Regions from separate parts of the Sus scrofa genome. Here regions 1, 2 and 4 are each linked to region 3. The links are chromatin contacts, called in public Hi-C and HiChIP or PLAC-seq maps. All regions are on one chromosome and are shown on one strand. Each heading gives the region's core, a stretch centred on a gene start, on an enhancer-like site or on the middle of the called end of the contact. The rest is flanking DNA. Distances are from core to core; before and after follow the strand shown. Region 1 holds the start of VARS (valyl-tRNA synthetase). Region 2 holds the start of MSH5 (mutS homolog 5). Region 3 holds the start of NFKBIL1 (NF-kappa-B inhibitor-like protein 1). Region 4 holds the start of HSP70.2 (heat shock protein 70.2).

The links. A called contact is a pair of places that touch in the nucleus more often than the background predicts. HiChIP or PLAC-seq counts read pairs in DNA pulled down with a chosen protein or histone mark.
Region 1: a contact with region 3 is called in a Hi-C map of retroperitoneal adipose tissue, with 2.0 times the contacts expected there. The contact joins the promoter of VARS here to the promoter of NFKBIL1 in region 3. A contact is called at or near these places in 3 of 5 promoter capture datasets (fetal liver, fetal skeletal muscle and liver), 11 of 47 Hi-C or Micro-C datasets (alveolar macrophages, embryonic fibroblasts, epiblast stem cells and 6 more) and 2 of 2 datasets of contacts at active chromatin or transcription factors (alveolar macrophages and skeletal muscle).
Region 2: a Hi-C map of liver shows a contact between it and region 3, with 5 times the contacts expected there. The contact joins the promoter of MSH5 here to the promoter of NFKBIL1 in region 3. A contact is called at or near these places in 2 of 5 promoter capture datasets (fetal liver and liver), 2 of 47 Hi-C or Micro-C datasets (fetal liver and liver) and 1 of 2 datasets of contacts at active chromatin or transcription factors (alveolar macrophages).
Region 4: a contact with region 3 is called in an H3K27ac HiChIP or PLAC-seq map of alveolar macrophages. The contact joins the promoter of HSP70.2 here to the promoter of NFKBIL1 in region 3. A contact is called at or near these places in 2 of 5 promoter capture datasets (fetal liver and liver) and 1 of 2 datasets of contacts at active chromatin or transcription factors (alveolar macrophages).

The regions. Positions count from the first base shown.
Region 1 is chr7:23,897,897-23,901,024 of Sscrofa11.1, reverse strand. VARS (valyl-tRNA synthetase) reads left to right here and starts at 1,760. Exons shown (of 33, transcript NM_001195378.1): 1 at 1,760-2,345. The coding sequence starts at 1,959. It overlaps LSM2 (LSM2 homolog, U6 small nuclear RNA and mRNA degradation associated), which reads left to right. Exons shown (of 5, transcript NM_001123136.1): 4 at 1-45; 5 at 160-640. The coding sequence ends at 285.
Region 2 is chr7:23,851,287-23,854,615 of Sscrofa11.1, reverse strand. It overlaps MSH5 (mutS homolog 5), which reads right to left and starts at 1,265. Exons shown (of 24, transcript NM_001195358.1): 1 at 1,075-1,265; 2 at 566-689; 3 at 108-188. The coding sequence starts at 1,224.
Region 3 is chr7:23,671,563-23,674,965 of Sscrofa11.1, reverse strand. It overlaps NFKBIL1 (NF-kappa-B inhibitor-like protein 1), which reads right to left and starts at 1,964. Exons shown (of 5, transcript XM_021098451.1): 1 at 1,884-1,964; 2 at 1,635-1,782; 3 at 153-429. The coding sequence starts at 417. ATP6V1G2 (ATPase H+ transporting V1 subunit G2) reads left to right here and starts at 1,925. Exons shown (of 3, transcript NM_001145380.1): 1 at 1,925-2,006; 2 at 2,278-2,378; 3 at 2,884-3,057. The coding sequence starts at 1,925. The coding sequence ends at 3,057.
Region 4 is chr7:23,924,479-23,927,684 of Sscrofa11.1, reverse strand. It overlaps HSP70.2 (heat shock protein 70.2), which reads right to left and starts at 1,756. Exons shown (of 1, transcript NM_213766.1): 1 at 1-1,756. The coding sequence starts at 1,756. It also overlaps a transcript of HSPA1L not described here.

The DNA of each region.
Region 1 (3,128 bases), core at 511-3,010, 230 kb before region 3:
CTAACTGACATCAGTGTCACAGACCCTGAGAAATACCCTCACATGGTGAGTTGTAGATGGTAGAGATGAGGAAACACCTCTCAAAGCAGGAGGTCCCTGGGTGGATAGAGGACATTTTTGAAGCGTGTTTTTTTTTTACATTTGTGTATCTTTGTCCAGTTATCAGTGAAGAACTGCTTCATCCGAGGCTCAGTGGTTCGCTATGTGCAGTTGCCAGCAGATGAGGTTGACACACAGTTGCTACAGGACGCAGCAAGGAAGGAGGCCCTGCAACAGAAGCAGTGATGGCTGCTCCTCCCTTTCCCTCCTTCCATCGGTGATTCTGAGCCTCATGTCCCAGCTCAGGATGCCTCCCTCCCATACTTGAGGTGTTGTTTTTTTCACAGCAAAGTTTTTGTGTTTTTTTTAAGGGATGAGTGGATGAGAGTAATAATAATGGAGAGCTACTCTCCTGTATTGAGAAGGGGAGGAAAAGGAAGCCCGGGAACTGCGAAGCCTTCCCTATCCCCAGCACCTGCCTTTCTCACTTCTTCCCTGGAGGTGGGAGAATCTCCCAGGTCTTTCTAGGGTAGCATGTGATTCATTCTGGGGATGGAAGGAATCTGTCCCGCATCGGGAATAAAATTTATGATGCAAATTCGAGTTCTGGTTCTGTGTTTTGGGAAGGGGGCTAGAGAGTGGGAAAGGGATGCTGAATTCACCCAGCCCTGTTACTCTCATTACCCAAGCCAAGGCCCCAACCCGTCCTGTCCGTATTGGCTACCACTCTTCCTGATACAAACCGTACCTCAGTTGGACTGCATGCCCCCTACCTATGCAGCCTACCTACCATAGCCTTTTCCTAATACTGTACCTGCGAATGTTTGCTGTCCTTGTATTAAGGTGGAAGCTAATGAGACACCTAAATGCGTTTGATGCTGGATCTAGTGCTTCCCCAATATCTATTGCATATAAATACAAGTGACAACTTTCATTGTGGAGAGTTGTGACTGGGAATTAACTCTAAACTCATTTAGCAAGTAAGAGTTCCCGCCCCAGATGAGGGTTCTCAGGACGAAGGGCCGTTAGAAGCCATCCAATTCGACTCCCTCCTCCCACGTAGAAGGAAATGAGGCTCAAGGAGAAGCTGGACACCAGGACCTCGGCCAAACGGACCCCTACCCACGTTGGCGTCAGGAGCCGCCCTCCGCCGCCGCCGCGTGAAGGCCCGCTGGCACCGCCCTCCCGCCCCGCCCCGCCCCGCCCCCCCCGCCCCACCCCGCCCCGCCCGAGGACCCGTACGGGGTGCCCGCGGCGGCGCCTGACGGGAGTGCGGTTCCCGGCGCGTCCTCCCCGACCCCGTCTCCCGTGCCCGCGGCCCGCACGGTTCCTCGGGAGCGCAGTCTGCGGCGGGCGGCGCACCCCTGGGCCAAGATCGGCCAGGCAGCGCCGGCACACGCAGGCGGGGCACGGGCGCCCGTGCCAGGACCCCGGGGCCCGGAAACGCTCGTAGTCACAAAGGGGGGAACACGTGGGCGCAGATTGCCCGGGCGGCTGTCGCAGGGATCTAGGGTCACCGGGAGGACCGCCCACCATCCCCGCCCGCCGGACGCCTCAGCCCCGGTTGCCAGGCCCGTCTAACTTCGGCCGGCGCCCGGCTATGAGGTGGATGCCCGGCTCTGTGTGACCATCTCCCTCCAGTAGGTACATGTGGCCTGAACCCGCGTCCTACTGGCCGCGGAGAGGCTCTTTCGAGCCTCCCCACGCCCGTAGGGCTCGCGGGCTTGGGGAGTTACCCACTGTCATTGCCACTCCGAGAGCAGGGTCCTCGGATCTTGAGGCCCCATCAGATCCTCAGTTCTGGGGGCCTCGGGAGCCTGAGGTAGGGGAGCTACTCAGGAGCCCCCGGGTCCCTCGGTCTTACTCTGTCCCCTTTTCTCTTAGGGTTTTTCCACCTCGTTCGGACTTCCTGCACAACCATGTCCATCCTCTACGTCTCTCCTCACCCCGATGCCTTCCCCAGCCTCCGAGCCCTCATAGCTGCCCGCTACGGCGAGGCTGGGGAGGGTCCAGGATGGGGAGGAGCCCACCCCCGCGTCTGTCTTCAGCCGCCCCCGGCCAGCAGGACTCCCTTTCCCCCACCCCGCCTGCCCGCCCTGGAGCAGGGGCCCGGTGGGCTCTGGGTGTGGGGAGCCACGGCCGTGGCCCAGCTGCTGTGGCCAGCAGGCCTGGGGGGCCCTGGAGGTAGTCGGGCCGCTGTCCTTGTCCAGCAGTGGGTCAGTTACGCAGACACGGAGCTAATACCAGCTGCCTGTGGGGCAACGCTGCCAGCTTTGGGACTCCGAAGCTCTGCCCAGGACCCCCAGGTGAGAAGAAGCTGAGCGGGGGAGAGGGGCAGGAGGGAATTTCGAAGAGGGCAGTGAGCCAGAAAGATACTATGTCAGAAAAAGACTGGTCACCCCTACTTGCCATCTGGTGTGGCAGACGTGGGCAGCTTTCTTGACCTCCGGGAGCCTTGGTCTTCCTATGCCTATGGAAACGAAAATTGAGGACATGTTGAGAAGATTAAAAGATGTGTCAGAGCACATAATCTGATGCCAGATGCTCTGCCGTTTCTGAGTGAGGGAGGGCTCGATGGATCTGAAACTGATAAGGTTAGACGTTACTGAATTGTAGGAAAAGACTAGGGCCAGGGAAAGAAGTAGAACACCAGGAGACTGGTGCAGAGGCACCAGGCCTGGACTGATGACAGTTGGCTGGGGAGAAATGCAATGAAGAGGAGGGAAAGTAGGGGAAAAGAGAGCAAATCACACAAGATTACAGCCGGAAGTCTTTTCAGAGTGGGTCTGTGCCTTACCGTCCTTATAACACCATCTCCTCACAGAATGTTGAGCACAGGTTCAATATTTAGTACTTTTTGGATTTTTTTGTTTTTGTTTTCTTTTGTCTTTTTGCCTTTTCTAGGGCCTCTCCTGCAGCATATGGAGGTTCCCAGGCTAGGGGTCGAATCGGAGCTGTAGCCACCAGCTTACACCACAGCCACAGCAACTCCGGATCTGAGCTGCATCTGCAACCTACACCACAGCTCACGGCAACACCGGATCCTTAACCCACTGAGCAAGGCCAGGGATCGAACCCGCAACCTCATG
Region 2 (3,329 bases), core at 16-2,515, 180 kb before region 3:
TCAATTCTGGTCACCTGGCTGTAACTCCTCCAAGACCCTTTAGTCTCCTGGAACATTCCATACTTCAGTCCTTCCCATTTTCCCCCTTTCGCTTACTTAGTCCTTACCAAGCTTTCCCAGAAATCGGGTCATATTCTCATCCTGTTTGGCGCTGGTAACAACAGACAGGGGATTGATTTCATCCAGAACTTGAAAGGAGAATGGAGAACAAACGAGTTCAAAGATTTTTATCTTTTGCCCAAAAGGAAATCTGTAGTCTTCCCCTTGCTATCTCCCTTCACCCCATACAATTTATTTCCTCCCTCTAAGAGTAGGGAGTGCCCCCACATTGGGAGCATAGATAGGAGGAGTCAGGCATGAGATTAAATCTCCAGCACCTGGTACACTTGCGGATAATAAGCTGAATTCCTAAAAACAACAAAGGGAGTCTCTTGGCGTCAATTACTAAAAACAACAAAGGGAGCCTCTAGGAGTCAATTAATAAAATAGATTGAGTCAGCTAAGGACATATGTGTGAAATACACTTCCAGCCCCATAGAAGAGGAATGCATAGCTCTGTCCTCACCTCTCTGCAGCAGCTTGAGGCTCTCATGGTCTGGGGCATCTGGCATGAAGTGGATGGTGGAGTCACCAGTGTCATAGTAGGCAATGCCCAGGTGTCCTGAATTCCACAGCACACACAGATGAATCTGTCCAGCAAGGAAGGAAACTAAAATTTGAACCAGGGTTGGGCCATGCCTCATTTAATTTTAATCATCTTATCAACTCTGAGATAGGGGTTTTTTCGTAGCTCAGTGGGTTAAGGATCGGGCAGCTTTGTCACAGCAGTGGCTTGGGTGGCTGCAGTAGTTCGGGTTGGCTCCTTGGTCCGGGAACTCCCCAAAATAAACAAAAAAAAAGAACCCCTCTGAGATAGGCATCAACATCACCATTCAGTAAATGTGAAACCGACACTCAGTGGAGGCAAGTAACTAGCACAGCTCTTCCCAGCCGCTTTACCTTCTAACAATCAGACGTTCCAATTAACTCCCCCTCTCCAATTTCCAGCTCCTGCTCTCCCGCCCCCCACATCACCCCAGCCCCGACCTCCGCGGGTTCCTCCTCTTCCTCCTCCTCCCCCTCCCCGAAGCCGGGCACTGGGGCCAGGCTGGGGAGGCTGGTCGGGGCCTCCCCGGGTCCCGGCTCCTGCGGCGTCCTGCCTGAGGTCGCTCCTACGGAAGCCATGGCCGTGGAGGCTCTGTGGATGCAGAAAATGAAGGCGGTTCAGGAGCGAGATCTCTCCCGCGAGAAGGAGAGGGTGGGGGGTGTGTGCAGAAATACGAATCTACTGAGGATTAATGGGAGAAGGCCGAGGGGGCAGGGCTGCGAGGGCCTGCGAGAGATGTGGTCACAAGTGCAAGGCATTTGGAGGAGCGATTTCTCGGGTATTTCACTAAAGTACAGGCTGTGGGAAACTCCACCCCCCCCCATTTCTGTCACGCAGAGGCTGTACTTGGCAAACAGCCTGAGAGCCCCAAGGGGCGAACTGTGCACACCTCCTCTCTTCTCCCCAGCCAACCAGGCCCCAGAAATCACAGCCTCAAGCTCTAGACTACCCCACTCAGACGCGGACAACTGGCGGTATTTTCCCGCGTTTTCAGTCACCTGGGTTGCGACGTGTGCAAGACCGCGTCACTAACAGCCGCGAGCAGGAGGTAGGGGTGTGCCGTCGGCGCGACGGCGGGGTGCGCGCGCACATGCCCCGCCTTCCTAGACACTATTGGTTGAAGAGACCCGGATCCTGCATAGACATCCAACAGAATGAAAAGGAGCAGAGGCCCGCAGAAAAGACTGGACGATGATTGGCTTATTCGCATATAGGGCAGGACCAGAACGTTCAAACTTCCCGCCCTCTGCAGTTGCCTAGCACCCAGGCCTCTGGCAGTCAGATTGCTGGGCTGTGATTGACGCGGGGTGGAGCCTGTGAGAAGATCCAAAGCAGAGCTTGAATTTAGCCCCCCCCCCCCCGCCCCCGGAACCTTATAGGAGAATCTGGAGAAGAGGCCGACCTTAAAGGAACAGAGACGCGGCTTTTTGATTTTTTTTTTTTTTCTCTGAAGAGTGGAGATAAGCAATAGTAATTCAACCTGTGCCAACAATTCCAAGTTAATAGGTATAAAGAGCTTAGAACAGTGTCTGGCAAACATATTAAGAGCCATTTGAGAATTTTAAATAAATACGTAAACATAAGAAACGAGGCTCCTATCTCAGCCCACATTTGCCTGGGTGCTGAGTATGATTCCTCCCACAGGGGTCACAGGGCCTAATTAATAATTTCGGCGCCCCAGGAGAAGATAGAACCATTCGAATTACACCAACTTCTGGCAGAGAGCGCTAGACCTGATAAGAATACCTACACCTCTACTGGGACATGCCCCTACCCCTACACACACACTCACACACACCCCTAAGGACAGAAGGGTGTCATTCATTCTGGGCCAGGTCCGTGGACTGGAAGCAGGGATTATAATTAAGTCCTTATTCCATAAGCCTGATTTTTGAGTCTGTGTGTGTGAGGGGAGGAGAAGAAGGAGATGGTAAGGGAGATAGAAATAAACAATCACATACTTTTTTTTTTTTTTTTTTTTTGTCTTTTTGCCTTTTCTAGGACCGCTCCTGCGGCATACGGAGGCTCCCAGGCTAGGGGTCTAATCAGAGCTGTAGCCACCAGCCTACGCCAGAGCCACATCAACACGGGATCCAAGCCGCATCTGCAACCTACACCACAGCTCACGGCAACGCCAGATCCTTAACCCACTGAGCAAGGCCAGGGATCAAACCCACAACCTCATGGTTCCTAGTGGGATTTGTTAACCACTGCGCCAGGATGGGAACTCCAATCACATACTTTTAAAAACATCCTTAAAATACATCTTCCTGGAGTTCCCGTCGTGGTGCAGTGGTTAACGAATCCAACTAGGAACCATGAGGTTGAAGGTTTGATCCCTGGCCTTGCTCAGTGGGTTAAGGATCTGGCGTTGCCGTGAGCTGTGGTGTAGGTTGCAGACGCGACTTGGATCCCGTGTTGCTGTGGCTCTGGCTAAGCTGGCAGCTACAGCTCCGATTAGACCCCTAGCCTGGGAACCTCCATATGCTGAGGGAGCAGCCCAAGAAATGGCAAAAAGACAAAAAAAAAAAAAAACGTCTTCCTCCCAGCTTTGTTCCAGGTACTCTGAATGCAGAGGTCCCACCCAAGAGCTTAGGGAAAATGGTGGGGTAACCTGGCTCAGTTAACCAATGATTGGAAAATCCCCTTTAGTGAGAAAGTGGAGGAGTTCAGGGCTAGGTTA
Region 3 (3,403 bases), core at 715-3,214:
GGAGCTCAGTCATGTAAAGGCACAAATGATAAGCAAAGCCAACTCTTCCCTAAGTCTCGGGAGCAAATAACCAGCTTATTTTTCAACCACTGGCCTTCATCTCACACCCCACCAGGTCCTCCAGACCTTGTTCCCTCCCAGGGCAGACTCACCATCAGGGCCCTGGCGGGCAGCAGCATGTAGCGCCGTGTCCCCATGGCGGTCCTGGTGGGCAGGGTCAGCCCCAAGCCGAAGAAGCAGGCAGAGGGCAGGGGCATCGTGGCGGGCACAGGCCCGGTGCAGTGGTGGGGGCTGCCCAGCATCTACATCAAGGCCCGGGTGTCGCTGGAGGAGGGCTTGGGCCCGGACCAGCCGTCCTGCAGACAAATAACGACGGAAGCGACGCTCTCGGCGTTGGCGACGGGAGGTGGAGGCCATGGAACTCTTGGGCTGAGAAAGAAGGAAAAAAAAGGCAGCAGTCAGGACCTCAGCCTTGGATGGTCCCTCCCTCTTCCATCTTTGACATTCTCTCTGTTCCTCCCTTCCGTTCCCCATTTCTCCTCGTATCTTCAGCAAAAGATGAGGGCCAGTCCTAATCCTCATCTCTTTACCAGATAAGTTTGAAGAAAAATTTTGAGGAGGGAGCTGGGGTCACATTTAATTTTTTTAATGAGAAAAGGATAAATGATTACTTTGCGGCTCATTGGCCCACATAAATTTTTAATAAAGGATTTTGTTATATAATAAAAGACTGATGAGGGAAATTTTTATCAACAGAAATTTGAATTTTAAAAAGTCACAATTTCAAATAATGATCTAGAAATTGAATATAATGTACCCGGCAGACAGATGTAGAGGCTTCTCCCTCTGGGACTTGGGGGGAGGGGTTACTCATCAGACCTGCCCCCCGCCCCCCTAAGTACCCCCGGAGCAGTAGGCCCGAGGCCTATGTTTAAGACGCTGCGAGGAAGGGAGGCGGGAAGGGCGGAGACACTCTAGGCTGACGGAAATGGCGCAAGCGGACACGCCGGTAAAGGGCGGAAATGAACTGAAGCGCGTTACCGGATGTCGTTCCTCCCCGAGGGGGGCGGGAGGTGTTTCCTTGCTCTAGCCTCCGGGGGGGAACCTAGGGAACTTAAGATAAAGGGTCCGTCTGAAACCGGAAGACTACGATACGCCAGAAAAAGCAGCAGAGGCAAGGGCTAGCTGGAGGTTGAACCCCGCCTCCCCCAACTGGAAGGAGAGAGATGATTCAGTAATAGACGAAAAGATGAGGAGAGAAAACAGGGGAGACAGGATAAAAATCACGGTGAAAATGCAAAACCAAAACCACAGCAAGGCCGAGAAAGGGACAGGTCATAAAGGAGAAAAACACAGGAAAAGACACAAGAAAATAAAGCAAGTGAGATGAATGGAGATATCTGGAATTGAGAAAGTAGAAAAAGGAGATAGAAATGAGAGGGAGAAAAAAAGGGGAAGACAAGTTGGAATTTAGAGAAGCCCAGCATACTCTATGCCCAACACACCACCCAGGATGATTGATTTACCTCCTCACCCCATTCTCAATCCTTCTATGTCTCCTTCTCTCCCAGATATTTCTCTCCTCCTGACCCCTGCCCGCATTCCTAGCCCTTCCAAGTGGGAAAACCCTGCACCTGCGACGACGGTTGTGGGGAGCTTTGGGCCTGGTCTCTGCTGCCCCCAGGCGGTAATTTTGGGTACTGCCAGAGGAAGAGGTGAGCGAAAAGGAGCAGTCATCATCAATCGGAGGATCAATTTGGGGGGCACACCCGGTGCAGAAGGCTGAAAGAAAAGAGGAGCACTAAGACCCAGGGGTAGTGGAAGGCTGCAGCAAACAGCTGGGGGAGGAGAAGTAGGCAGTGTGGGGGAGAGCCGTCTGGTACCTTGATAGCATCCGAAACAGCATCGGTCATAAACGACAGAAATGGCCAGTCAATCCCAGGGCATCCAGCAGCTCCTGCAAGCTGAGAAGCGGGCCGCTGAGAAGGTGGCAGATGCCAGAAAGAGTGAGTCTCTTCATTTCTCCCTTAGGAGTCCAGAGAGAAAACTGGGGGTAGGGATACAGCAAACATTTGAGTCCTTCGGATAACCCAAGGCTGGTGGGGAGGAAGGAGCTGGGGTGGCTTATTAGGAAGGAAGAAATGGGTGTCAGAATCTAGCATCTAGCTGACTGAGAGAAGGCAGAATAACTTTTCCGAAGGGAGTGACCCATACTCTCAGATTTAGTGGTGGTGGGGAGGGTCTACCTCCACTTTCTGTCCTTTCTTCTGTTACCAGGGAAGGCGCGGCGCCTGAAGCAGGCAAAGGAAGAGGCACAGATGGAAGTGGAGCAATACCGCAGAGAGAGAGAGCAGGAATTCCAGAGCAAGCAGCAAGCAGTAAGTCATGGGGGAGCTGGGATGGGACCCTGGGATGCAACTTGATAGGTCTATCTGGTGAGGTGTATACAGGGTGATTCCACAAGAAAAAAAGGTGGAGGGGTCCCCTCGCTGAAGGGGACTCTGGCGAGGACCACATTGCTGATGGAGCTTTGCAATACGTAAGAGAGTCTGGGAGCTTTAAAGGACTTGTATAGCTTGTGGAGGTAGGGGGATGTCACAGTCCATGCAGAGTATGACATTTGGGGTGGAGGGCAGAGTTTTATGGGCGCATGTGGTGAGGCGGTGGGGATTGTATGGTCTGTTGTAGGATGATGCTGCCTGTCAGGTCTTAGAGGAGAGGGCATTACGTGGCTCTCTTTGATGTCTGGATATTTCTGTGGATGGCAGTGGTTTTGGAGAGGGCCTTTCTTCCTGGCCTTGCTCCAGGATCCTTCCCTCCATGTGCCTGGATGCCTTCTTTCTCTGTTTCTGCTTTTTCCTTTCTCTCCCCCACCTCCCCCAGGCCATGGGCTCCCAGGGGAACCTGTCCGCTGAGGTGGAGCAGGCTACAAGACGCCAGGTACAGGGCATGCAGAGCTCCCAGCAAAGAAATCGGGAACGTGTCCTGGCCCAGCTTCTTGGCATGGTCTGCGACGTCAGGCCCCAGGTCCACCCCAACTACCGGATTGCTGCCTAGAACCCACACCAGGTCCCTGGAGGGCCCGACTCCTCCTTCCAGTTCCCCCCTTCAAAGAAATCCTCAAGAATCACCTCCCACCATGATCCTTTTCACCTTCTCATTCCATAGAAATTCTGGAAGCAAATCCAATAATTCTCCTGTGAAATCTATAAATATCCTGCTCAGACCTGAATCTCCATGTTCTTAATCCTTCACTGGGAACCTGTAAATCCCAAGTCACCCTCACCCAACCCCTTTGTGACAGAAGAAGTAGGGATGTGGAAACCACTCTGACTTCAGAGCCTGGTAGGCTTGGATCCCTCTCCCAACCCTGCCACCTGCCAGCTGGGCAACCAGAACATGC
Region 4 (3,206 bases), core at 507-3,006, 250 kb before region 3:
GCGTGTTGGCGTCCAGCCAGGAAATCACCTCCTGACACTTGTCCAGCACCTTCTTCTTGTCCGCCTCGCTGATCTTGCCCTTGAGCCCCTCATCCTCCACGGCGCTCTTCATGTTGAAGGCGTACGACTCCAGCGCGTTCTTGGCCGACACCCTCTCGCGCTGGATCTCGTCCTCCGCTTTGTACTTCTCCGCCTCCTGCACCATGCGCTCGATCTCCTCCTTGCTCAGCCGGCCCTTGTCGTTGGTGATGGTGATCTTGTTGGCCTTGCCCGTGCTCTTGTCCGTCGCCGTGACGTTCAGGATGCCGTTGGCGTCGATGTCGAAGGTCACCTCGATCTGGGGCACCCCCCGCGGGGCCGGCGGGATGCCGCTCAGCTCGAAGCGCCCCAGCAGGTTGTTGTCCCGCGTCATGGCCCTCTCGCCCTCGTACACCTGGATCAGCACGCCCGGCTGGTTGTCCGAGTACGTGGTGAAGATCTGCGTCTGCTTGGTGGGGATGGTGGAGTTGCGCTTGATCAGCGCCGTCATCACGCCGCCGGCCGTCTCCAGCCCCAGCGACAGCGGGGCCACGTCCAGCAGCAGCAGGTCCTGCACGTTCTCCGACTTGTCGCCCATCAGGATGGCCGCCTGCACCGCCGCCCCATACGCCACCGCCTCGTCCGGGTTGATGCTCTTGTTGAGGTCGCGCCCGTTGAAGAAGTCCTGCAGCAGCTTCTGCACCTTGGGGATGCGCGTCGAGCCCCCCACCAGCACCAGGTCGTGGATCTGGGCCTTGTCCAGCTTCGCGTCGCGCAGAGCCTTCTCCACCGGCTCCAGGGTGCTGCGGAACAGGTCCGAGCACAGCTCCTCGAAGCGCGCCCGGGTGATGGACGTGTAGAAGTCGATGCCCTCGAACAGGGAGTCGATCTCCAGGCTGGCCTGCGTGCTGGACGACAGGGTCCTCTTGGCCCGCTCGCAGGCCGTGCGCAGCCGCCTCACCGCCCGCTTGTTCTGGCTGATGTCCTTCTTGTGCTTCCTCTTGAACTCCTCCACGAAGTGGTTCACCAGCCTGTTGTCGAAGTCCTCGCCGCCCAGGTGCGTGTCCCCCGCCGTGGCCTTCACCTCGAAGATGCCGTCGTCGATCGTCAGGATGGACACGTCGAACGTGCCCCCGCCCAGGTCGAAGATCAGCACGTTGCGCTCCCCCTTGCCCGTCCTGTCCAGGCCGTAGGCGATGGCCGCCGCCGTGGGCTCGTTGATGATCCGCAGCACGTTCAGCCCCGCGATCACCCCCGCATCCTTGGTGGCCTGCCGCTGCGAGTCGTTGAAGTAGGCCGGCACCGTGATCACCGCGTTGCTCACCGGGTGGCCCAGGTACGCCTCGGCGATCTCCTTCATCTTGGTCAGCACCATCGACGAGATCTCCTCCGGGTAGAACGCCTTGGTCTCGCCCTTGTAGCTCACCTGCACCTTGGGCTTGTCCCCGTCGTTGATCACCCGGAAGGGCCAGTGCTTCATGTCCGCCTGCACCACCGGGTCGCCGAACTTGCGCCCGATCAGCCGCTTCGCGTCAAACACCGTGTTCTGCGGGTTCAGCGCCACCTGGTTCTTGGCCGCATCGCCGATCAGCCGCTCGGTGTCCGTGAAGGCCACGTAGCTGGGGGTGGTGCGGTTGCCCTGGTCGTTGGCGATGATCTCCACCTTGCCGTGCTGGAACACCCCCACGCACGAGTACGTGGTGCCCAGGTCGATGCCGATGGCCACGCTCTTCGCCATGTCGCTGGCCTGCTCTCTCCGCAAACAGCCTCTAGACTCGAAACCGGGATCCCAGACGAGAGCTCTGAAACCGGAAACCGAACGCGCCGCTTCTGCCCGCGGTGGTCCTCGGAGGCAACGGATCTGCCAAGGCTGCGCTCACAGACCGCAGAGGAAGTCTTAGCAGCTCTTCCCGGGCTCGCTGTTTCCCTGGGGGCGGCTCTGTGTTTATATTTTTTTCCTCAAGCCCCGCCTTTTCCCTCCTCAGCCAATCCCCGAGCTCGGCGGGGCTGCCAGGTCGGGAATATTCCAGAGGTTTCGCCTCGCGTCCTGCCCCCTGGCTTTCTGGGGCCAATCAGCGCCCTGGCTGCCGCCCCTCCCAGAACTCTCCAGACTCTTCTGGGATTCGCGGGAGGAAACCGGAGTCCTCAAGGGAGGGGGGAAGAGATGCTGTGGAGGTTCGCTGTTTGCACTGGCACCCTTGTTGTTTTTTTTTCCTTCCTCTTCCCTGGGAGCCGGCATTGGAGTAGGTGGAAATTGACCGGAAGGATCAGCATTACGCTTGTAATGGGGCGGTGAGAGGCATGTAGGGCTCAAATTAGTTTGTCTGTTTAAAAGTAGGATTAAGGGCTACAGGATTTGGGGACAACCAAAACAAAGTTCCCAAGTTTCTGGGGGTCAAAGAGCCTAATTGGAGCCTGATGCTGATGGAAGGAGCGGAGGGGCGGGACTGCCTGTCTGGGCTGCCTGAGAACTGCCTTCACCGTCCCTGGGTTTTTCCCATCTTGTTTTTAAAATGAGGACAAGAAAAGAGATCCTGCAGTATGGTTTTTGGTGTCATCGTAAGCCTTACACTGATGGAATATCTGGGGATGGGGAAATTTCAGTTTTCAAAAGGAAAGCAATCAGGCCAATAGAAGGTTCTTAAATGGGAGAAGGTTCCCAGCGCCTTAGAAGGGACGTGCTCGGTCAAGGGCGTGGGGAGGGAAAGGCGGGGCTGGACCCACCGCGCCCCTATCCCCGCCCAGAGCCGCTCCCTTTCGCCTGGGGCTGGACTGGGGCTCGAAGAAGAGGAAAAAATTCCGTAGAAAATCTGCTGTCTTTAAGCCTTTTGGGCTTCTCCCAGTTCCTCATTTTTCCCAGCCTGTGGTCCGGGGACCCCCACCCCCCTCACCTTCTTGATGTCTTCTTTAATTAGTAGTTCAGCCACAGATGATAGGTAGTTCGTACTTCTACTGTGTCGCTTGCGAACGGGGTAAACTGTCCACTGCTTTTGAATAAATGGATGTGGTGAGCCTGTGGGGGAGGGGGGGCAATGGTCCTTTCTCTTTAACAGCTTCAAACGTTTTATCTGGTTGGCACGTGGCCCATTTTAAGCTAACTGTTGGGCCTGATGCTCTAAAGCAGGAGGAATTCTCTGGACCCAGGTTCTAGCTCCTCTAAAACTTTAGGTTATTTACCCTGCACTCAA